Linked DNA regions of Danio rerio: region 2 is linked to region 1. Evidence: chromatin contacts called from public Micro-C data. All regions are on one chromosome and are shown on one strand. Each heading gives the region's core, a stretch centred on a gene start, on an enhancer-like site or on the middle of the called end of the contact. The rest is flanking DNA. Distances are from core to core; before and after follow the strand shown.

Region 1 (5,258 bases), core at 1,410-3,909:
GGGTTGCAGCTAGAAGGGCATCCGCTGTGTAAAACATATGCTGAATAAGTTAGCGGTTAATTCCGCTGTGGTGACCCCTGATGAATAAAGGAACAAAGCCGAACGAAAATGAATGAATGTTTTGTATAGTTTTGATTTTATGTGTGTTTGTATTACATATACCTAGGGCCAGACGGAATCTGCGGACATGTTTTGCTATTTCTGCTGAGAATTTTGGTAAAAATCTGCAGATTTCTGCTGAATTATTTTGGGAGTATCAGACCTAAAACATTAATATGTGAAATAAAATATAATATCTTTTTAACTTTTATTTAATGTTTAAAATGCAAATCCAATTAGATTCACTTTATTTGGTAAACAAAGCAAGTCTCTAATATAATATATCTACTGAAAATATTACTTTACAAACTGCATTGTACATAAATCAGATGAACATTTTCATATTAGTCAATAATATTACTGTAATTAGTAAAAAACTGAATGAACTTAGATTTACTCAAGTAAATAAACAGAATTAATTATGGGCTAGAAATCTGCGGAATTCTGTGGAAAATCTGCGGAATCCTGCGCGTGCTGATTCCATGTGGGCCTACAAATACCCAATAAAGATATATAAAACATATACTAACACACAAATACACAAACTTTTATTTTGGATGCGATAAATCGCAATTCATCTTTGGCTAGCACTAATTTAAGGTTGATTAAGGTATTTTAATGTTTTAAAAGTAGACAATTTTGCTGCCAAGGCTGGATTTATTTGATCAAAAGTACAGTAAAATTGTATCAATTGTAAATTGTATTATTACAATTTTTAAAGAACTGTATTCTTATTAAATGTATTTTAAAATTAAAAATATTCCCTTGATTTAAAGCAGAATTTTTTAAATAATTCCAATCTTCAGTGTCACATGTTCAATCAGAAATCATTATTATAATATGCTGCTTAACATTATCAGAGGTGAATATTTACATTATATTCCTGTGGAAACTGATTCAATACCTTTTAATAGTACCATTAAAAATTATTAGGTTCTTTTCATCAAGGACACCCTTATTTTTTTTAAATAAATGTTTATTCGTTTCTATAAATTACTGTTTGTTTATTTGTAAAAAAATACATGTTTATTTTTATATAAATCATGCTTTATATTGCGCATTGAAGAGATTATTTGCAAACAAAAATTTAAATGTAAAAAAAACCTATAAAAATTAGGTATCCATTCATCCAAATAAACCATTCTCTGGATCATCTTTACATTGCATTGTTTTGCATTATATGTTTGTCCCTCAATTAAAACTACACAGATTCTATCATAAAACTAAGCATTTAAATGATCTAGATATATAGAATGATAATGAATTAGTGATATGCCATTTATGTATGTTGACTTACATTACAAGCTATCAGAATTTGATCTGTTTTAGGAGGGTAACTTCATTAAAGTATAATGATCTGCTACAAACTGAATATTTTTTATTGGGGTAAAGTTTGTTTGATATTTGCACTCAGGCTTTCACTGTAATAATTTAATTTTAGAAAAGTATTCTTTTTCAATACTAAAAAGTGACATCATATATTAGAAGACGGTGGCTATCAAAGTCTGACATTGTTCACAGTCAATTAAATAGTGCTAATGTTGTATTTTAAGTCATATTACATGCAATTTCAGACACAATAAATTCAAAATAACATGGTAAAAAATACATGGACTGTGTCACAAGTTGTCATTGTTCTAAAATGTGATGTGCAACGAAAGTGCAAATATAAAATTAACTTTACCTCCATCATTTTTCACTATTTTATAACATGAGCTGTTAAAGCTTAATAACATGTCGCAAAAACATATATGAGTTGACAATACAAATATGATGCAAAACATAAACACGTATTTTCACGAAAGGTCCAATAAATCTAACTTCATGCCATAATATATGTATAAAAAGGACACCTATTTGGTTTTATTGAGGTAAAGTTGGTTTTATATTCACACATTCGTTCAGTGTCAGCTCCATACATTGTTTACCGTAGTAACTTACTTTGAATATAGGGTCTGATATCACATGCAAGTGTGACTTTAAAACAACATTAGCACTATTTATTTGACTGTAAACAATGCTGAACTTTGATGGTTGTTGACTGATAATATGATTTTACTATTTAGAACTTTCAATAAATACTTTTCTGAGAATATATTATTAATGAGAAAGACTGAATGTGCGAATATAAAACCAACTTTAACGTTAACGTTACCTCTTTTGGCTATTACTTTACATATCAGGATTAACTGGCTAAATTACTATTTTTACTATCCAGTCAAAATGTCTGTAAATGTCTCTTTGGGAAAATGGTTTAAAGTGCCATTTAATTTATATTTTTATGTTTTCTCTTTATCGTCCAGTACTTCTACAGACCACATTTGCCATCTGCGCTATTAACGGTAACGTTATTCATATTAATATGAGCGCATTAGTTGACTTACAAGCGCGCAGTTCTCGTCGTCCTCAACACTCGCCATACTATACACACTCCTGGAAAACCTGAAAACACACACGACACAAAACGAGGTTTTCTGAAATTATTTATCTCCCTTTTTCGCCATCTTTGATAAGAAGCATCATAGTAACCAAACAAACTCCACTGCTTCCGCTTGGAAACCAGGAAGTGACGAAAGGAGCCCGACTGTAACAGCGACGCAGTTATCCCACCACAGAGGGGCGTTGTTTGCTAGAAAATACGTTTATGAAGCATAAATAAGATTAGTAAACGTTAAAGTTTATTATTATAGAGCGCCACGGTATAGCAAGAAAATCGAACCTCGGCTGGGCCAGTTTGCATTTCTGTGTGGAGTTTGCATGTTCTCCCCTTTTTGGCGTGGGTTTCCTCCGGGTGCTCCAGTTTCCCCCACAGTCTAAAGACGTGCTATAGGGGAATTGGGTAAGCTAAATTGACTGTAGAAAGAGAGAGAGAGAGAGAGTGTGTGTGTATGTGTGTGTGTTTCCCAGTATCGGGTTGCGGCTGGAAGGAAAGGCCATCCGCTTGTGTAAAACATATGCTTTACACAAGCATAAGTTGATGGTTTATTCTGCTGTGGCAACCCCAGATTAATAAAGGGACTAAGCCGATGGAAATGTATGAATATATTATAATTAGACCTATATATTATTGTTATTTATTAGTGTTATAGTGAGTTGAAAAACCCTGATGGAAAAATTTATATTATTAATATATAAAAGATCAAAGCATTTGGTTATTTAGATTATTTAGATTTATTATATTATATTATATTATATTATATTATATTATGATTTATTCAATTATATTATATTTTGATTTATTATATTATATTTTCTATAGGTCAATATTATAATATATTAGAATTATCGGTAGTCATTATTTTAATACTATAATTATTTTAATATTTTGCAACCATATTTTATTAGCTTGTTTCACACACATATAATCACCAGCAGATGGCGTCACACTCCGGCAGATTGACCAGACAGGTGTGACTCTGCATCGACCGCAGGTTTGAACCCTTTTAAATAGGCTAATGACTGCAGTTTAAATACTGCAGAACAGCTTGTTATATGCATTATTCAAGAGCAGATATTTGTTCTAAAATGTGTTTACATTTTTAATGGTAATGGATGTAATTAAATTACATTTTGTGCCCGGCAGTTCCTACTTTAATGGATAGACTGGCAACGTCAAAATACTCAGATGCAGGTGGATTTTAGAGAATCTGTGTTTCAGAAAACAATACTTGCTGTCATTGTATCCCTATAACCATGATCTGATAAGTGTACTATGATAGCTAACATACCTTATCTGAACACATATGTACATATTTGGAAAACATATAAACAACTTCTTTCTGTTTTTGCAATATTTTAAAATGATGCACATGCATTTATTTATTTTTTTTATTTATTTTTTTGATGAAGCCTAAAGATGAACTGTTTATGATTTGCATATACACTCACTGGCCACTTTATTAGGTACATCTTACCAGTACTGGTTTGGAGCCCCTTTTGTCTTCAGAACTGCCTTAATCCTTCATGGCTTAGAGGTACTGGAAATATTCCTCAGAGATTTTGGTCTATATTGACATGACAGCATCACGCAGTTGCTGCAGAATTGTCGGCTGCTCATCCATGATGGGAATATCCCATTCCACCACATCCCAAAGGTGCTGTATTGGATTGAGATCTGGTGACTGTGGGGGCCATTTGAATACAGTGAACTCATTGTCATGTAACACCAGTCTGAGATGTTTAGCACTTTATGACATGCTGCGTTATCCTGCTGGAAGTAGCCATCAGAAGATGGGTCCACTGTGGTCATAAAATGATGGACATGGTCAGCAACAATACTCAGGCTGTGGCATTGACACGATGATCAGTTGGTACTAATGGGCCCAAAGTGTGCCAAGAAATATCCCCCACACCATTACACCACCACCAGCCTGAACCATTGATATCTGAACATTGTTGATTCAACTGTTGACGCCAGATTCTGATCCTAGCATCCGAATGCCGTCGAAGCAGATCCAATCTTCTATTGTCTTTGATGAGCCTGAGTGAATTGTAGCCTCAGTTTCCTGTTCTTTGCTGACAGGAGTGTTACCCGGTGTGTTCTTCTGCTGCTGTAGGCCATCCGCTTCAAGGTTGGACGTGTTGTGTGTTCAGAGATGCTCTTCTGCAGACCTCGGTTGTAACGAGTGGTTATTTGAGTTACTGTTGCCTTTTATATCAGCTAGAACCAGTCTGGCCATTCTCTGTAAACCCTTTGTGCGTGAAAATCCCAGTAGATCAGCAGTTTCTGAAATACTCAGACCAGCCAATCTGGCACCAACAACCATGCCATGTTAAAAGTCACTTAAATCATCTTTCTTCCCCATTCTGATGCTCGGTTTGAACTGCAGCAGATCATCTGAACCAGGTCTACATGCCTAAATGCATTAAGCTGGTGCCATATGACTGGCTGATTAGAAATTTGTGTAAACGGGCAAAAGTGTAATTTAAATTTAATTTGACAAATGAACACAACTGTTGGGTTAACCCAACATGGGTAAAACAACCCAACATTTTTTAGAATGCTCCTTTAAACCAATAGAAATAATTTAATTGTAAGCAATAAGTAAATTAATTAATTAAATTAATAATATTATTAATAATAATAATAATAAATATAATTTAACAAATAACACAAATGCAGGTCAGAGTAAGTGTCTTATTTGATTTTTACATTAATA
Region 2 (4,999 bases), core at 157-2,656, 150 kb after region 1:
TTTAACTAGCCGTACAAAATGTAGATTACCATTTTAAAACATATTTCCTAAAATCTTACACATTAAATATCTTCGATATGACTTTAATGACCTAACATTAAACATAAAATGTCAGTGGCCACGTGTGACGACGAAGTTACGCGAGCCATATTGAAATAAGCTGTTCGAACGAACCGATTCCGTGAATCGAGCTGCGTATAGTTCATAACGACAGTCGATTTAAACGCAATGTAGCAGTGTGCCACAAAAATAAAACTTCCCAGCTGAAATAACTAACGTTAGTTTTACCCAGTTGCATTCTCTTCTCCACCGCAGATTCAATGATCAATCACTGGAAAAAGTGACTTCCAGGGCGTCAACCAGGGCAGTTCATGTCTAACCAAAACCAAACGGCGCGAAAATAAAGACAAAGTGAAGGAAGGTTTAAAGGTAATTTATTATAATTTGGGTTTGAACATTGTTTAAACTATAAATAAAATAAATATATATCCCACGTAGAATTAAATCCTAAAACCTGTGGCGCAGTCTGGACCAGTGCTGACATGTATAAATGGATGTCGGAAAACCAAACAAATCAATCAATGTACAGATGTATAAATAACTTATTCGTGTGCATCTGATTCTGTTATGACACCAACGACATAGTGTATGTAGCTACTACAAAAAAAGTAATATCAGATTACTACATCAATTACTGTTAAAAAAAACTGCAAGTTGTACTCATTTGCTATATATAACAGTATAACAACATGAATGTTGTTATATATAGCAAATGAGTGAGAAATGAATCTAAAAACAAAGGCTATGCATGATCACATTTTAACTCAACATAGCTAGTTTAAAAAATCCTGGTTACACTTGAATATTTTTATGCATTAGGCATGTTTATTTTATATATGTTCATTATATTAAAATCTGAAGGAAACTCTCTTGATCATAAATGTTAATTGCATTACTTAATAGTCTAATTTACTCACCATATTTTAGCAGAATGTAGAAATCTCTTCCAAAATTAAAATTAATCCTCAGCGTCCTGCTGTCAAACTTGATGCAGTGATCCAAGGCGGAGGAAAACACGCAATGTGGACAACTTCACCCAAGTAAGTAAACTCCGATGGATTTTCAGCGTGAAAAAAACTGCACAAGACTGATCAAAAGAGCAAGTGCCTGACATCAGAGATGTGCGCTTTCGGTTATTCATAAGAGTAAAAGCGAAAACCTCCAATCCTACTATGCCTGAGGCTCAGCTCATGAATATTAAGTAGGCCATGCCAGCGTTGCGCTGTTATAAAGGGCTTGCCTCATGAATATTAATTAGAATATGCCGACGCTAGCTGCCGGGCATCCAATAGAACGTTTGCGTATGAATGTCAATAACTCGGCCTTTGTCATAGTAAGAGTTGTAAATTTTTCAGAGCTTGACGGACACTGGCGCCAGACTGACTCTGTGAGGCTGTAAAAGGTGACATTTTACGATTTTTTTGTTATGTATGTGACATATTTTTGTTCCCCCTCCATCATTTATGTCAAACTTATAAGGTATACGGACATTTTGACAAACATGGTAAAAACAAAATGAAAATAACCCTTTTCATAAGTTTTCCTTCTGAAAGGAAATATTTTGAAGGTTAATTTTCACTCATATGTTTATATGAGTAAAATGTCAATATTAAATTCTCCCATTGTTACCACGACGGCAAATGCTGGATTTTTGAGGTAGTTTGTTGTTGTTGTTATACTTTAAAATCATACAAAATCTAATTTTATTAGACGTTTGGGTTATTTAATGCAAATAAACAGTTAAGTTTATAAACACTCAATAGTTTGATAGAGCAATTTTGGCTTACTTTCCCATTGACTGCACGTGTTCAGTTCAAAACATCAGTCCCACAGGTCATAAAAGAGCAGCAAAGTCTGATAGCGACACCTGGTGGATTAAACTTAACATTTGCTTATTTACTTATTTTTTTTTTTAATAGGGCTCTTATGTTAGAAGATTCAACTCTTTTAGACATTTGTTTCACATTTTGATCCTCAAACTTTTTAGTTAAATAATGAAATGCATATTTAGGTAAACATAATGATGTTCAAAGAAATAGTTAAAATTTATTTTAATAGACATTAAATTGACCATGCAGAATTTTTGTTTCGTATTGTAATTCAGTATATATACTATATAGTGTAATGTATAGTGTATATAACTGTAATCTTTTTTTACTTCACACATATTGTTAATGTTCAATTACAATTCTCAATCTAGTTAAAAAGTTGCAAAAATATTAACTGCAAATAGAAATACAAAACAGCATGTCATATGATCAAAACTGGCCTTTCCCCTCATTATATATATATATATATATATATATTCGCCCCTTGTTTATTTTTTCCCCTAATTTCTGATTAATGGAGAGCAGATTTTTTCAACACATTTCTAAATATAATAGTTTTAATAACTCATTTTTAATAACTGATTTATTTTATCTTTACCATGATGACAGTACATACTATTTGACTAGATGTCTTTGTGTGACATTTAAAGGCTTAACTTGGTTAATTAGGTTTGCTAGGCAGGTTAGGGTAATTATGCAAGTTATTCTATAACAATGGTTTGTTCAGTAGACTATTGAAAAAAAAAATAGCATAAAGGGGCTAATAATATTGACCTTAAAATGGTATTTAAAAAATTTTAGTTAAATAATGAAATGCATATTTAGGTAAACATAATGATGTTCAAAGAAATAGTTAAAATTTATTTTAATAGACATTAAATTGACCATGCAGAATTTTTGTTTCGTATTGTAATTCAGTATATATACTATATGGCCGGCCAGCTCTAGGAAGAGTCCTGGTGATTCCAAACATCTTCCACTTATGGATGTTGGAGGCCACTGCGCTCATTGGAACAATTGATCAAATTGATTCAGAGCAGCAGAAATGTTTCTGTAACCTTCCCCAGACAATCCTGTCTCGGAGGTCTACAGACAATTCCTTTGACTTCATGCTTGGTTTGTGCTTTGACATGCACTGTCAACCCTGGGACTTTATATAGACAGGTGTATGCCTTTTCAAATCCTGTCCAATCAACTGAATTGACCACAGGTGAACTCCAATGAAGCTGCTGAAACATCTCAAGAATAATCAGTGGAAACAAAATGTACCTGAACTCTATTTAGAGCTTCACAGCGAAGGCTGTGAATACTGATGTACATGTGATACTTCAGCTTTTTTATTTTTAAACATTTGCTGAAATAAGACTAAGCCGAAGGAAATAAATAGTGAATGAATGTCTCTTTAATAAATTGCTTCAAATTGTACTGATGCAGCTTTTTGATAATGTGTGGAAACTTGCTCAGAGATCATACAGATGTCATAGGTCGACAGGGCCACAGAAACATGCACACAACACAACAGCTCAATGTTCACACTGTACTGTAACATATGACTGTCTACAGTATCTGTTTATTTCCCATAATCTCGAAAACATTTTCCAGTTTTTCCATGAAAGCCAAGGCTGTTGAGCAAACGATTTGCCAGCAGCTATAATAGGGTTTAACCGGCTTTGTGTGTCAAACACAGATCAAGTCATTCATGTAGAAACAGCTTTTCCAATAGCCAGCAGCCGATGTCTAAACGCAGCGAGGGGCGTTTATTTTATTCAGTGGGCGGACTGGAGGAATCAAGCGGACACTTTTAATAGCGCCAGGACATGCGAGACCCTCCATCTGCACCAGCAGGACATCACTAAAGGGCTGTTTTTAATGGAAAACGACAAAAGAGAGAAAAGCGACAAAGCTCAAAAGGTGAGTGTGCATATTATTTCATAAATCCCAATATGCTGAATGTATGCTATTGTTGTATTATTATATTTTTTTATTCTCAGATGGAAAGTGAAAGGAGTTGTTTGTTGTCCTCACATGATGCTGGGAAAGGTGGAAGTAGTTCAGTGTCCTCGGCCTCATTTAATTTCATCAACTCTATAATAGGAAGCGGGATTATAGGTAAGGTAATGTTGCTTGCTATTAACAGGTTTCTTAAAGGTGATGTAAATCCTTGAAATCCTTGAGTGTTTAAAAGGTTTGAAAAGTGCTTAGATTTTAAATAAAGTGCCATATTGTATAAAGTCTATATATATATATAAATATATATATATAATATATATAAAAAAAAAAAATATATATATATATATATATATATATATATATATATATATATATATATATATATATATATATATATATATATATATATATATATATAACTACTGTTGCTGATAACGCTAAATGTAGAAATCTAACATTATAATTTGTACAACCCATATATTCATTTTTACTCTCATTTTCAAAAAAATTTATTTAGTATTCACTGGTAAACCTTCATGTTTCATTGCTAGATGATCATTTTTGAAGATATAATCAGTGGCATATTTTAAGAGCTGTTTGTCGCAGCCTATTGGTTAAATAATGTAATTGCTACCTACAACTTTCATTTTCAGCATCAAGTTAAATGCATGATGGTGATTTTAATCTTTACCATAAACATCAGTGGTTTTATCTGAACTATAAACTGTTGTCCCAGTACTTCCGTGCTATTTAAGTGTTTGTAACTTCATAACTAACTCAAAAGATTAAAGACTGAATCTCTTTCCTGATTGTTGCGTTATTCAAACTCAGATTTGAATGCAGCGATTCAAGGAATAATAAAATATGCAAATCCCCATCATTTATAATTTATGTTGCGTGGGTGTTGAGATCTCGATCTTTTAATGCCTAATGGGGCAGCTTACACTGAATGTATTACTGCAGGCTAAACAAGTAGGAAACACCTTTAATAACCTAAGAAACCCACCACATCCCGAATAACCTACCATAACTTGTTCAGTCATCATTATATTTAACAGAAAAGCCTAAAATTGATTTGATCTGTCAGCGATCATTACAAATTTAGAATTAATCTACAAGTTAAAAAAACTATTAATCCGCAGGTCAGGTGTGTTCCGAAC

The links. A called contact is a pair of places that touch in the nucleus more often than the background predicts.
Region 2: a Micro-C map of caudal fin shows a contact between it and region 1, with 17 times the contacts expected there. The contact joins the promoter of slc38a11 here to the promoter of ttc21b in region 1. A contact is called at or near these places in 4 of 18 Hi-C or Micro-C datasets (caudal fin, embryo, hematopoietic stem cells and 1 more) and 1 of 4 datasets of contacts at active chromatin or transcription factors (caudal fin).

What each region holds. Positions count from the first base shown.
Region 1 is chr9:51,781,936-51,787,193 of GRCz12tu, forward strand. ttc21b (tetratricopeptide repeat domain 21B) reads right to left here and starts at 2,660. Exons shown (of 29, transcript NM_001128258.1): 1 at 2,484-2,660. The coding sequence starts at 2,519.
Region 2 is chr9:51,930,947-51,935,945 of GRCz12tu, forward strand. It overlaps slc38a11 (solute carrier family 38 member 11), which reads left to right and starts at 1,407. Exons shown (of 13, transcript NM_001017644.2): 1 at 1,407-1,462; 2 at 3,660-3,800; 3 at 3,881-3,998. The coding sequence starts at 3,759. It also overlaps a transcript of scn1laa not described here.